4 separate regions of the Mus musculus genome follow, and regions 1, 3 and 4 are each linked to region 2. A link is a contact called in public HiChIP or PLAC-seq and promoter capture Hi-C data. All regions are on one chromosome and are shown on one strand. The core of a region is the stretch at or near the end of the contact, and the rest is flanking DNA. Distances in the headings are between cores, read along the strand shown. Region 1 has its middle 85 kb from the start of Csf2ra. Region 2 holds the start of Grk5 (G protein-coupled receptor kinase 5). Region 3 has its middle 17 kb from the start of Csf2ra. Region 4 has its middle 57 kb from the start of Csf2ra.

Region 1 (2,775 bases), core at 234-2,733, 420 kb before region 2:
TTAGAAGGAGAATGCAGAGTGGAGTAGGTTAGAAATTATAGGTAACATAAACTACTAAGACAACAATGTGTAGAATGCAGAGGGAAAGAGGAAAAAAGTAGATGTTGCAGAGAGCAAAAGGAGCAGGCAGGCTTCTCCTTACCATGGTACAGAATAGGCCCCATGGTAAGGACAAGGCAGGTTTAGTCTTATTAAAAGAAACAAAGGTTTTTTCTTACAAACATAGATTTAATTCATTTAGCATTAAGAAGGTAGAAGCCTTTTCTTTCTCTATGTAATAAGATTGGAGTGCTTTTTTTTTTTTTTTCATCTAGAATGTGTGAGTTCTTTCTGCAACCATGCTTGGTCTTATGTTCCATATGCATATGTAAGTATGGATGTGTGTGTAAGTATGTAATTGTGAGAATGCATGAAAGCTGGGCCCAACTGGCTTCGAATGAAAATGAATAAATGAGCATGAATGAAGCTGAATGTGAATTTATGTGAGATTATTCATATTTGCTTATGTAAAAGTTTTTCTTTCTGTGAGCGTTATTCTCTTCTCCTGGCTCAGTAGAAGTTTATTGCTCCAAACATCCTCCAATCCTGAAAGCAAGTGGCATCTGGAGAATAGGGGAAAGGGTCTAGCAATTAATCCTTTACTTAATCTCCTGCTGTTTTAGGATGAGATGCTGAGTGCCGAAGACTGCAGTTTCTGACCTCAGAGGATCACAGAAGGCAGGTCAGCTACAACTGCATAGTAACTTAGACTTAGATAAGTAAACTTTTTATTATATAGCAACCCTGAATTTTTGGTAAGACAAAGTCTTACCCTCCACCTATGCTCTTATCCCTCTGCTCCCTCAAGAAGAACCAACAAGAAAGAAGAAACACCTCACGCTGGGGCTGGCCCATATCACAACTGCATCCTTCTCAACTGATCTTTAAAGATGTAAGCAAAAGGTACTCTCATTCAACTACTTCCCCTGTATTTCACTTAATAAGAACTGCACAATGCAAGCATGATGGTGTGTATTTAGATATGTAACAAGTAAGTGTTTGCTCTCAGCAAAAACTGTGAAAGTTCTTGATTCAATATGAAAAAAGCAAAATATGTTATGCTGAGGTTGTTATGGTGTTCAATAAAGTATATTAGAAAGGAAAAAAAAGATGTAAGCAAAAATAAATTACACTATGAACATAACAAGCCAGAAATTAATAAGCCTATTCATTTCTATAAACTATAGTTACCCAAAATCTCTCTTTAATTGTTAATATCCTGGGCACCCTTCCGCTTGTGGGACAGATTGATAACTACCCTGCAAGTTGAGTAATGGGCTATGCAAGCTACCTACCTAATTCCAGGAGGGAGAAGGCAAACAGCCTAGTGAGTGAGGGAAGCTGGGGCTGAAGTCAGGACCTGGTGAGCACAGGGTCACTGCCCACATAGGGGAGGAGCAAGCGGCTGAGCAGTGGCAGGTGGAGTGGTGGGGTCTCCCTGAGGCTGTGCAGGGAGACAGATGAGTAGGCTATTGGAGGACCCGCACCAGTACTATGGAAATGCAAATCCCTGTAGATCTGGAAAAGGTCAGGCACTGGACTTGAAGCTAGGGCGGAGAACCTCTACACAGAGTACCTTTAAGGGAGGTGCTCGAGTCACTCAAGACTTATTGGCCAATCAGAGCCTTTAGGCTGACCTGCCAGTCAGAAGGGAAGGTGGTGTTTTCCAGATGCCTTGGCGCGAATTTCAATTAGTCGCTGAGCAGGCTTGAATGGGCCTGTGTGCTGTGCTCCTTATCCTGCCGCTGGATGCTGTGGACTGTGCTCAGGCAAGCTCCGAAGTTGCGACATGGTGAGCAAAGGGGCACTGCCAACAATGGGGAGAAGCAGGGGTCTGAGCAGCGCGAGCTGGTGTGGTGGGTCTTTACCAGGACTGACTGGGAATCGGTGGCCACGTGTGAGGTCCCCTGAGGTCCTAGCCACTCGTGGGACCTAGCTGTAGGCTCTGAATAACCTAACTGTGGGGGGCTGCATCTGTGCAGAGCATTTGGCCTGTGTATAGAAAGATCTTTGGCATGATCCCAAACTCAGAGAGTCCGAGTTTCTACACGTTCTGTTCTTAGCATTTGACGTTAAGGTGGACAATCCATTTGGAGTTAATTTTGTGGAGGTTGTAAAAGACATCTCATCTCATCCAATATCAAGCTGTGATGTAAAAGTGCAGGATTGATGATGTAAAGGATAGTAAGGCACCCCAAGTAGAATTTATCTGAGGGTGGACTGCATGTAAAACATCCTACAGATAAGTAACCCCACAGGTAAGAGTTTAGGTTGCTAGGATACACATGCTTGTTCACCAGGATTGCCCAGAAATTGAAAGGAAATAAAACTTGAGACCTGTATGTCAAATAGCCCAAAGAGTTGTTTGTGAGCTTTGAAACCTGGGGCTGAGAACATAGCAGAACAGACCAGGACATGCCCGGGCAGACCCATCGCCTCCCTATCTCCCACCCCTCTGACCTAAGTTAAATGTTAACAGGCTGCTGATGTTTAAATGGACCAATCATGTGAAACCGCGCCAATTCCTCCCCCAGCCCCACTCCTTTTCTATAAAAACCCCTAGCTTCCAAGCCTCGTGTGAGATATGTTTCAACCTGGAGCTCCGCCATTAAAATACCTCGTGTTGTTACATCAAGGTGTTGTGTTCCATTCGTGATTCTTGGGTGAATCGGGAGTTGAGTGGGGGTTTCCCCACTAGGTTCTTTCAAAATATGGCTCCAAACCATAATAAAGAAA
Region 2 (2,700 bases), core at 126-2,625:
GAGAGAGAGAGAGAGAGAGAGAGAGAGAGAGAGAGAAGAGGATTGGAAGAGAAGAAACAGAGGAGAGGAGAAAGAGAAGAGACAGAGGAGAGAGGAGAAAGAGAGAGAGGAGAGAGTTTTTTCACATTCTTAAAACCATCCCGGGCCAACTCTAAAGACTGTTTTATTGGCACGTTTTCTTGCTTCTATCTCCTAAAAGAATGCTTTTCCAACTGCCCTTTCAACAGCTGCGGAGATCGAACGATTTCTAAGGTTCAGTTGGAAACTAGAGGATATTTTAGCATCTTAACTCGTCCCTGCAACTGTCTTTGCCCCGGTCCCTATCTTCTGAGCCCAAGGCTCAGAAGTCTCTCAATATTTGCAGACAGATCTCCAAGCTGTACCACTCGCACCAACTCACTGTGAGCATCCTGCACGCCCGCTTGTCACCCGACACCCGCACCCCGGCCCGCGGCAAACGCGCCGTGCACGCACCGGACCACCCGAGCTTACCTTCCCGGGCTTTCAGCAAGACCGTGTTGGCCACGATGTTTTCCAGCTCCATTGACAGTCGGCAGTCAGCGAGGGAGCCGGCCGGCTGTGCTGTCAGCGTCTGGGGTGATGCCGCTGCCGCTGCCACTGCTCGAGCTGCCGCCGCTGCTGCCAAACCCCAGAGCAAGCAGCCTGCCTGCTACCGCATTATTCTTTCTCGGAGCCCGCGGAGTTTCCCCCTCTGCACCGAAGAGACGCCGCCGCCGCTTCTTCCTCCCTCTGTGTCCCCCCTCCCCCCTCCCTCAACACTTTCCCCCCCACCCCCCACCCTCCGCGCGTCTCTGTCACTCCATTCTCCTCCCCTCCGGCTCCCTCGGATGCTTTAATGCTTCGGATGCTTCAGCCTCCCCTCGTTCCCCTCCCGGGGGTGTGGTACTCCAGGCTCGAGCCGCTGCAGCGCGCAGGCGTCTGCCCGGAGGCAACTCCCACCGCGCGCTCTGAACGCGAGGAGTGCTGGGAATTGTAGTCCCGCGTCTGACGGGGCGAGGGCTCTATTGCACCGGGACTGTGGAGCAGGACTGCTGCCGGTATGGCGCTGAGCCCAGGCGGCCCAGCCTCGCCGGCAGGAGTCAAAAACGACTCAGCCAAAACGAAACCCCCACTCCTGGAGCGCAGAGTCCCTTTCCTGTCCCGCCAAGATCCGAGAAAGCGGAAAGCACAAGCCAAGGCGGCAGAACGCTGCTGTGGGAGGCCCAGGAGTGAGCTGAGACCCGAGCGAAGGCGCGCTCCTGGGGTTCCGCGCGGCCCGCCGTCTGCCGCTCACACGCGCCAGGTCTCTGACAAAGGTGCACTTTGTTTCCGGGCAGCAAGGGGTTCGGCCAGCCCGGGGCGACCTGGCGGCCGCTGATCTCTAGGCACGAAGTATGCGCGCCCCCTGGCGACGGCGCGTCTATGGGAACCAGAAGGCAGGCGCCTGGGACTCTCGGGATCCCCACGCACAGAGCAGCTTCACTTTGCAAGCCCGGGAGCCCAAAACCCCAAGATTTTCATTATAACCAAACATATTGTAGTCGAATTACTAAAAACACATAAGAAATCGAATCTTCTGTGGAAATGTTGATGAGTAACAAGCCAAGCCAGCATGAAAAGGCATTCAAATTCCAGGCTTGTTTATCTTGGAGCACTTGGCTCCTTACACTTTCAGAACCTCGGACTCCAGATCTGGTCCCAGCTCCTCTTTCCCCAAAACTTCTAATGCTGGGAAATTAGCTGTCCGGTCACCTGGAGTCTTTCGAGGAGAGTCCTAAGAGCTGGGGGCGGGGCTGCCAGGTCCCAGGGAACAATGAGGCCTTTGCCTCCTCTGGGCCTTTCGGGCCGGATATCCGTTCTGAAACTAGTCTGAGGCTTCTGTGTCCAAGAGAAGGAAAAGCCGGCTGTCCCCAGAGCAGCCAGGAAATAGGGAGGGGCCTAGAGAAATGGAAAACAGTCATTAAGCATTGGAGCTAATGGTGTTTTAAGTGTGGTTACCAGACTAGTGCTGGTTCTAACAGTTAGTGATAGTCTTTTTCCTAGTGGGTATATCTGCCACCACCACTTGCCTAGTGTCTGGACTTGGATCAGTGGGCCTCACTTGTCTACAAGAAGAGTTAAGTTTGCTTGTCAGAAGACAGAGAGTTGAGCAAACAACTTGAGCACCTGACAGCACAGGAATTACTACTGTTCTAAGCAATCTAAACTTAGACTTTACTACAGACTCTCATTCCCAGAGCCCCAACGTGTGATGAAGGAATCTCTCTCAAAAAGAAAGTTATATGTAAGTACACTTTAGCTGTCTTCAGACACATCAGAAGAGGGTGTCACATCTCATCTCCTTATGGATGGTTGTGAGCCACCATGTGGTTGCTGGGACTTGAATTCAGGACCTTCAGAAGAGCAGTCAGTGCTCTTAACCACTGAGCCATCTCTCCAGCCCGTTTATTGACTTTTTTCACCATTTTTTCCCACTTTTTTTTTTTTTTTGAAACAGGGATTCATAAAACCCAGGCTGGCCTATAGTTCCTGATTCTGCTGCCTGGGTCCTCTGTAAGAGCAGTGAGTGCTGTTAAACACTAAGCCATAATATTTCATCTCCAAAACATTTTTGTTTTGTTTCCTTTTTTGATAAAATTTCCTTGTGTAGCCCTTGCTGTCCTGGAACTAGCTCTGTGGATGAAACTGGCCTCAAACTCA
Region 3 (2,734 bases), core at 164-2,663, 360 kb before region 2:
GAAAATCTTCAGCTTGTGGGGATAATGGAGTAAGGGGCATCTTAAATCTTGCCAGAGATCATGAAGGGGTGAGGCTCCCAGAAATAAATTGTGGTGAACTTCACTGTGACTTATAGCTTTGGGAATATGGAACTGCAGAGGCCACCTCCTATAGCTGGAAAGAAACCCCATTGGAGTGATAGGGACATCAACACACCCTCAAAACTTTGCACACAAAATTTACTTTGTCCACAAGAAATACATGCATGGGCAATGGACCAGAAACTGAGGGAATGGCCATCCAATAACCAGCCCAACTTGAGACCCATCTTATGGGCAAACACCAATTCCTGACACTATTTTTAAAAGATTTATTTATTGATTTATTGATTGCATATGAGCACACTGTAGATGTACAGATGGTTGTGAACCATCATGTGGTTGATGGGAATTGAACTCTGGCTCTGCTCACTCCAGCCCTGCTCGCTCCAGCCCAAAGATTTATTTATTGAATCTAATTACACTGTATCTGTCTTAATACACACCAAAAGAGGGTGCCAGATCTCATTATGGTTGGTTGTGAGCCATCATGTGGTTGCTGGGATTTGAACTCAGGATATTTGGAAGAGCAGTCAGTGCTCTTAACTGCTCAGTCATCTCTCCAGCCCAATCCCTGACACTACTAATGATGCTTCATTATACCTGCAGACAGGAGTCTAACATAACTGTACTTCAAGAGGCTCCATCTAGCAGCTGACAAAAACTGATGCAGAGACTCACAGCTAAACATTGGATGGAGCTTCAGGACTATTGTGGAAGAGTTGGGAGAAAAATTGAGGGCCTTGATAGAGATAGAAAGTCCACAGACAGACCAGCAGTGTCAACTAACTTGGACTCTTGGGGACTGTCAGAGATGGAACCATCAACCAAAGAGCACTCACAGACTAGACTTAGGCCTCCTGCACATATGTAGCAGATGTGCAACTTGGCATGTGCACTTCCCAACAACTGGAACAGAGATTATCTCTAACCCTTTTGCATGTCTGGGGACTACGCTTCCCGAACTGCATTGAGTTGATGTGCCAGGGTCAGGGGGCCGCCATCTTATCAATGGAGAAGTGGAGATAAGGGGGAGGACTGTGTGAGAGGGCTCAGGGGAGGGGAGAGCAAGTTGGGATGTAAAGTGAATTTAAAAAGTACTCCATTCACCAGAGTGTCAGATTCCCATGCCATCCTGAAACAAAGGACACTAATATCATCCTACTTCAAGGGATAGAGTGAGGAGATTATGGCCTGTTTGAGGTTGAACAGTATTAAGTGTTACCCTCCCATTTTAAATGGAGGCCAATGACATTCCTCCAGGGAGCATGAGTGCCTGGAACATTGAGATAGAATCTGCAGTGTCAGATGAGGAACTTTGTTCAGAATAGAAACGTTGAGAAAGAAGAAGTGGTGAGTTTTAGATGCAGACAGTTAAGTGGGAGGGGCTGACTCTTCTAGCAATGAGGAAGTAAGAAAATGAAATAGCAAGCAATGAATGAAACACATTGGGAGAGGCCTAAGCTTCCTTCAATGCAGCAAATATGTCTTGGGAACATTTCTCCAACCTCCTTCTCGGGGGACCTTCTGTCTTGTAATGGTCCTGTTCACTTTTTAGTCAATCCAGGAAAAGTATGGTTCTCTGTAGGTCTTATTTCCCCACTCTTACTTCTGACATTAACTTCTAAGACTTTTGTCCTAACGTGTTCCTATTGCTGTCCCCTGGCAGCTGTGCTCTCTGGAAAGTTGGCTCTTCGACCTCTTGAACTACATACAGGTTTCTCAGTGTACACCAGGTTTCCAGTTTTTGTGAGCTGTCAACTATTCTGAGTTTGAATGTGTTGAGGCAGCTCTCATTAGGTGTTTTTTGTTCCTGAAAACAACTGCTAATCCCCATTTCTCTAAATAATGCCACAAAACTCCATGCTTCACCTATTTGATTGTTGGTGTTATTCTTACTTTGCTCTGTCATCAGCTTCATGCCTAGCATGAATAGATGATTGTTCACAACTACCCATAAATGGTTCTATATAAAGGCTTGACTTACTATTTGTGTGCTGAACTCTGAATTTCCTTAGTGGCTGTGTATAAAGGATGGAAATTGAAAGCCACCCCTAAAGCAAGGATATCACATATAAACTAATATCACCTTCCTAAGTTACTAATGTAGCTCCCTGGGATCCAGATGCATTCTGACTGGAGTATGTTGGTACCAAACTCATTGACCACAGTGCAGTTTTCCCTTTCTGTACCTTTCAGCACCTCTAACATTCTGTGACACAGCAAACATCATCTTCACCAGTGAATAAGCATGTTGCTTGCGGCTAAACTTATCTCGTCCAAAATTAATAACTAAGTTAATCAGGTTTTATTTGTACTGACACAGAATCAAGTATTAAATTATAAAATCAGAAAGTGAACTGATAGATATAGAAGGGGGAAATACAGCTTGAGATTGATATTTTGTTGTTGTTGTTGTTAATTAGTTGATGTTGAAATGGAGATCATATCTTGGATTATCAGCATGGGCTACTATCTGCTATCCTTCCAGGGATGGATACAGCATGAGTTTCAAGCTGAAACAGATACTTAGATGGGAGAATATGTCTATTTGTAAAAGTGGGAGTTAGTCTATTTTAGTTTTACTGTGAACATCAGAGAATAAGCAGAGCTATCTAAGTACCCATCTGCAAATAGAGCACAGGGCATACAGACA
Region 4 (2,700 bases), core at 133-2,632, 400 kb before region 2:
AGACTTCTCTCAGTAATTTTAGTAAATATAAGCGTACATGTTACCAATGTGGTATCAATACACATTTTGTGGATTGCTGAGAATTGTTTGAAAACACAGCCCTTTATATTATGAGGCTACACAGACAGCTTAAGTAACTGATGTTTCCTAAAGTTTAGTTGGAGGTTGTAGTTTGAGCATTACACAAGGTCTATTCCCAAAATTCTTTTTGTATTAGTAAAATTTTTAATTGAGATTTTTTTGTGTGATAATAAAAATATTCTGTGAGGGCCTATTTTATAGAGCATATAATGAAAACACCATAGGGGTAAATTTTTGGTGAAAAACTGATTGTATTTACCTCAAATTTAATCATTAAATATATAGGTGTATGTTTAGCATTTATTGATAAATTATATGAAACAACAAGGATGAGACAGGAGATATTATTCTTTACATAAACATAAATACAATATGGCATTATTCCATTCCTACTTATTTGTGGACCACTTTTGTTACAAAAGAGGAACATATTCTATAGAAATTACACTAAAATCCCTCCTATGTCATAAACATAATATGGCACATACAAATATCACTGAAATTTCCTTATTTTTCTACTTCTCAGTAGGATGCTAGTGTTATTTTAGTGTAACTGTAAAGGTTATCAAAGATGTTTCATGTAATCTCCCCCAAGCCTGAAGCAGGCTGAGCCAGACCTTGACCTTTTCTACCACATTAAACCCTTCAGCCTGACTGCAGCAGGTGTGCATCCTTGCCTCCACCAGCGCAGGTGGCAGTTATTAATCTTCATTGAGGAAGCATTCTAAGTACATATTGTGGCTTTTGGTCTGATTCAGGAATAAGGTTTGCTATGAGGGCCGGACAGTCTAAGACGGGCACCCAGATCTCAGAATCATATCAATCTAGACAGAGGTACATGCCAAGAGGCCGTGGTTTATTAATAATACACCACAGAGCCATGTAAAAAATTGGAGGAAAAGGTTAATGTCTTAGAAGTAGTAGTCTTAACAATAGGGCAGGACATAGCACATATTAAGGCTATAAAGGCAGAAATTTCAGATATTAGCAAAAGCTACTTGGACACTTGGAACATTGATGAATTGGCCAGAGATTTAAAAAAATAACCTAAGTGCATTAAACCCCCTGGATTGGGTTCAATATATATTCCTACTTGCTATTATTATTGGCACTATTTTATTAGTAAATCGTTGTGTTTCCACTCATCTTTAGAGCACTCCTGAGATCTGTAGTTACGATGAGGCAGGATGTTCTGGAAATTCGGCAGAAATATAAGAAAGGGGGAGAATGCTACGCACACTCCAGTGAAGTTTGCTTGGCAGGCCGAGAGGCCTGGGAGTACTCACGAGGCAAAGAGTTTCACGGAAATTCACCTCCTGGAACTTTGGCGTTCTCATACTCATACACTATCCCTGTTAGTCTTGGTGTATGGATCCCCGTGCTCTCTTTTAGTATTATCTTATTATAAGTGCCTGTTAAGACTGAATTCTGACATAGCTAAGCCTTCACCAGAGTTCCAACGTCCTAGAAAGACCTTGAAGCCAACAAACTTGGAATTCAGTAGGAATTCAGTAAGAAAGTTATCTATTCAGTAACTAATTAAGCATTACAAAGGACCAAACCGGAATAGCTCAGGGCTAGTGTGCAGAGTGTTTACTTGAGGCAGTAAACAGTCTTACCCAAACACAATGGCCTAGCGAATAGGTGGGTTTACCATGAGAAAAGTTAGGGAATCCCACTGAGAGCAGTTTCTTCACTAGGCCCAAAGAAATCAGGCAGAACTATAGAGCATAAATAAATTTTATGCCTCAGTCCAGCTTTTTTTTAAATATTAATAACAGGGAGGAAATTGTAACCTCCCCCAAGCCTGAAGCAGGCTGAGTCAGACCTTGACCTTTTCTGCCACTATGGAGATTACCTAAGATGGAGCCTTCCTAGATCACTCTATTGTTCAGCCACTGCTGCTGTTCCTCTTCAAGATATTGCTACCTGCTGAGAGGCCGCCTAGCTATTCCTGAGACTACATCCTATCCTGTACATGGTCACCTGCAGCTGGGCTCCAAAACTGAATTGGCGGGAATGGGCCTCCCCCCTCCTTTATAAGTGCATTCGCCATTAAACATTTTGAGCCTTGATCAGGAACCTTGTCTTGGCTCCATTTCTCTCTCGCCTGCCTAGTTCCCCTCTGTTTTCAGCCCCAGTTTGCCTCCCAGGTAAAACTCTGTTTCTTATGAGCTGCAGGCCGGTTTTCAACAGTTTCATAGAAATTAAGTTATAATGATGAGAAGTCACCAGAGTGAACATATCACATTCCTTTGTAAATAGAAAGTTGATCAATGATACTTTGGTGGTGAGGCAAGCCATTTTTCTCTGCATTAAGAACCTGGCAGAAGTGTATACCTGCATATTTGAAGGGAGGATAGTCTTTAACAAAGTATCTTATAAAACACTTGGATGTATATGGGGCTGTGAAAGGCAGCCTATTTTGGTTGAATGAGGCTTTCTCTGGAGACCCAGTAGGAAACTCTACAAGGGACGGAACAGTGAGCCATGTTCCCAAAGACAGGCGCCTGACACCACAGAGCCCCCAACTCCATAATTTTGTGACTATAAGAACTCAGACAATGTCCCAAGCTTCTGGCATTCTGGCTAGACTCCACCCCCACAGTTACCTGACTA

The links. Promoter capture Hi-C pulls out the DNA fragments that hold promoters and counts their contacts. HiChIP or PLAC-seq counts read pairs in DNA pulled down with a chosen protein or histone mark.
Region 1: a contact with region 2 is called in a promoter capture Hi-C map of stem cell-derived epiblast-like cells, with 2.6 times the contacts expected there. The contact joins the enhancer-like site here to the promoter of Grk5 in region 2. A contact is called at or near these places in 5 of 39 promoter capture datasets (embryonic stem cells, hematopoietic stem and progenitor cells, liver and 1 more) and 9 of 115 datasets of contacts at active chromatin or transcription factors (bone marrow-derived macrophages, embryonic stem cells, large pre-B cells and 1 more).
Region 3: a promoter capture Hi-C map of pre-B cells shows a contact between it and region 2. The contact joins the enhancer-like site here to the promoter of Grk5 in region 2. A contact is called at or near these places in 18 of 39 promoter capture datasets (the 3T3-L1 cell line, 3T3-L1-derived adipocytes, the C10 cell line and 9 more), 1 of 15 datasets of contacts at CTCF or cohesin (large pre-B cells), 31 of 484 Hi-C or Micro-C datasets (B cells, the Ba/F3 cell line, CD4 T cells and 21 more), 16 of 115 datasets of contacts at active chromatin or transcription factors (the 230-238 cell line, acute myeloid leukemia, bone marrow-derived macrophages and 6 more) and 4 of 9 other capture datasets (adipose tissue, embryonic stem cells, liver and 1 more).
Region 4: an H3K27ac HiChIP or PLAC-seq map of embryonic stem cells shows a contact between it and region 2, with 4 times the contacts expected there. The contact joins the enhancer-like site here to the promoter of Grk5 in region 2. A contact is called at or near these places in 5 of 39 promoter capture datasets (the C10 cell line, embryonic stem cells, hippocampal neurons and 1 more), 9 of 115 datasets of contacts at active chromatin or transcription factors (the 230-238 cell line, the SCID.adh cell line, acute myeloid leukemia and 4 more) and 1 of 9 other capture datasets (macrophages).

The regions. Positions count from the first base shown.
Region 1 is chr19:61,312,464-61,315,238 of GRCm38.p6, reverse strand. No RefSeq gene overlaps it. Among named protein-coding and RNA genes, the nearest start is that of Csf2ra, 85 kb to the right of the region's middle. Within about 2 kb of position 1,483, at least 15 of the 459 cell types and tissues checked have an H3K27ac peak or open chromatin away from gene starts, as enhancers often do. A contact at or near this core is called in stem cell-derived epiblast-like cells, where this site is marked.
Region 2 is chr19:60,888,424-60,891,123 of GRCm38.p6, reverse strand. It overlaps Grk5 (G protein-coupled receptor kinase 5), which reads right to left and starts at 1,375. Exons shown (of 16, transcript NM_018869.3): 1 at 493-1,375. The coding sequence starts at 544.
Region 3 is chr19:61,243,605-61,246,338 of GRCm38.p6, reverse strand. No RefSeq gene overlaps it. Among named protein-coding and RNA genes, the nearest start is that of Csf2ra, 17 kb to the right of the region's middle. Within about 2 kb of position 1,413, at least 87 of the 459 cell types and tissues checked have an H3K27ac peak or open chromatin away from gene starts, as enhancers often do. A contact at or near this core is called in the 230-238 cell line, B cells, the Ba/F3 cell line and 12 more, where this site is marked.
Region 4 is chr19:61,284,178-61,286,877 of GRCm38.p6, reverse strand. No RefSeq gene overlaps it. Among named protein-coding and RNA genes, the nearest start is that of Csf2ra, 57 kb to the right of the region's middle. Within about 2 kb of position 1,382, at least 7 of the 459 cell types and tissues checked have an H3K27ac peak or open chromatin away from gene starts, as enhancers often do. A contact at or near this core is called in embryonic stem cells, where this site is marked.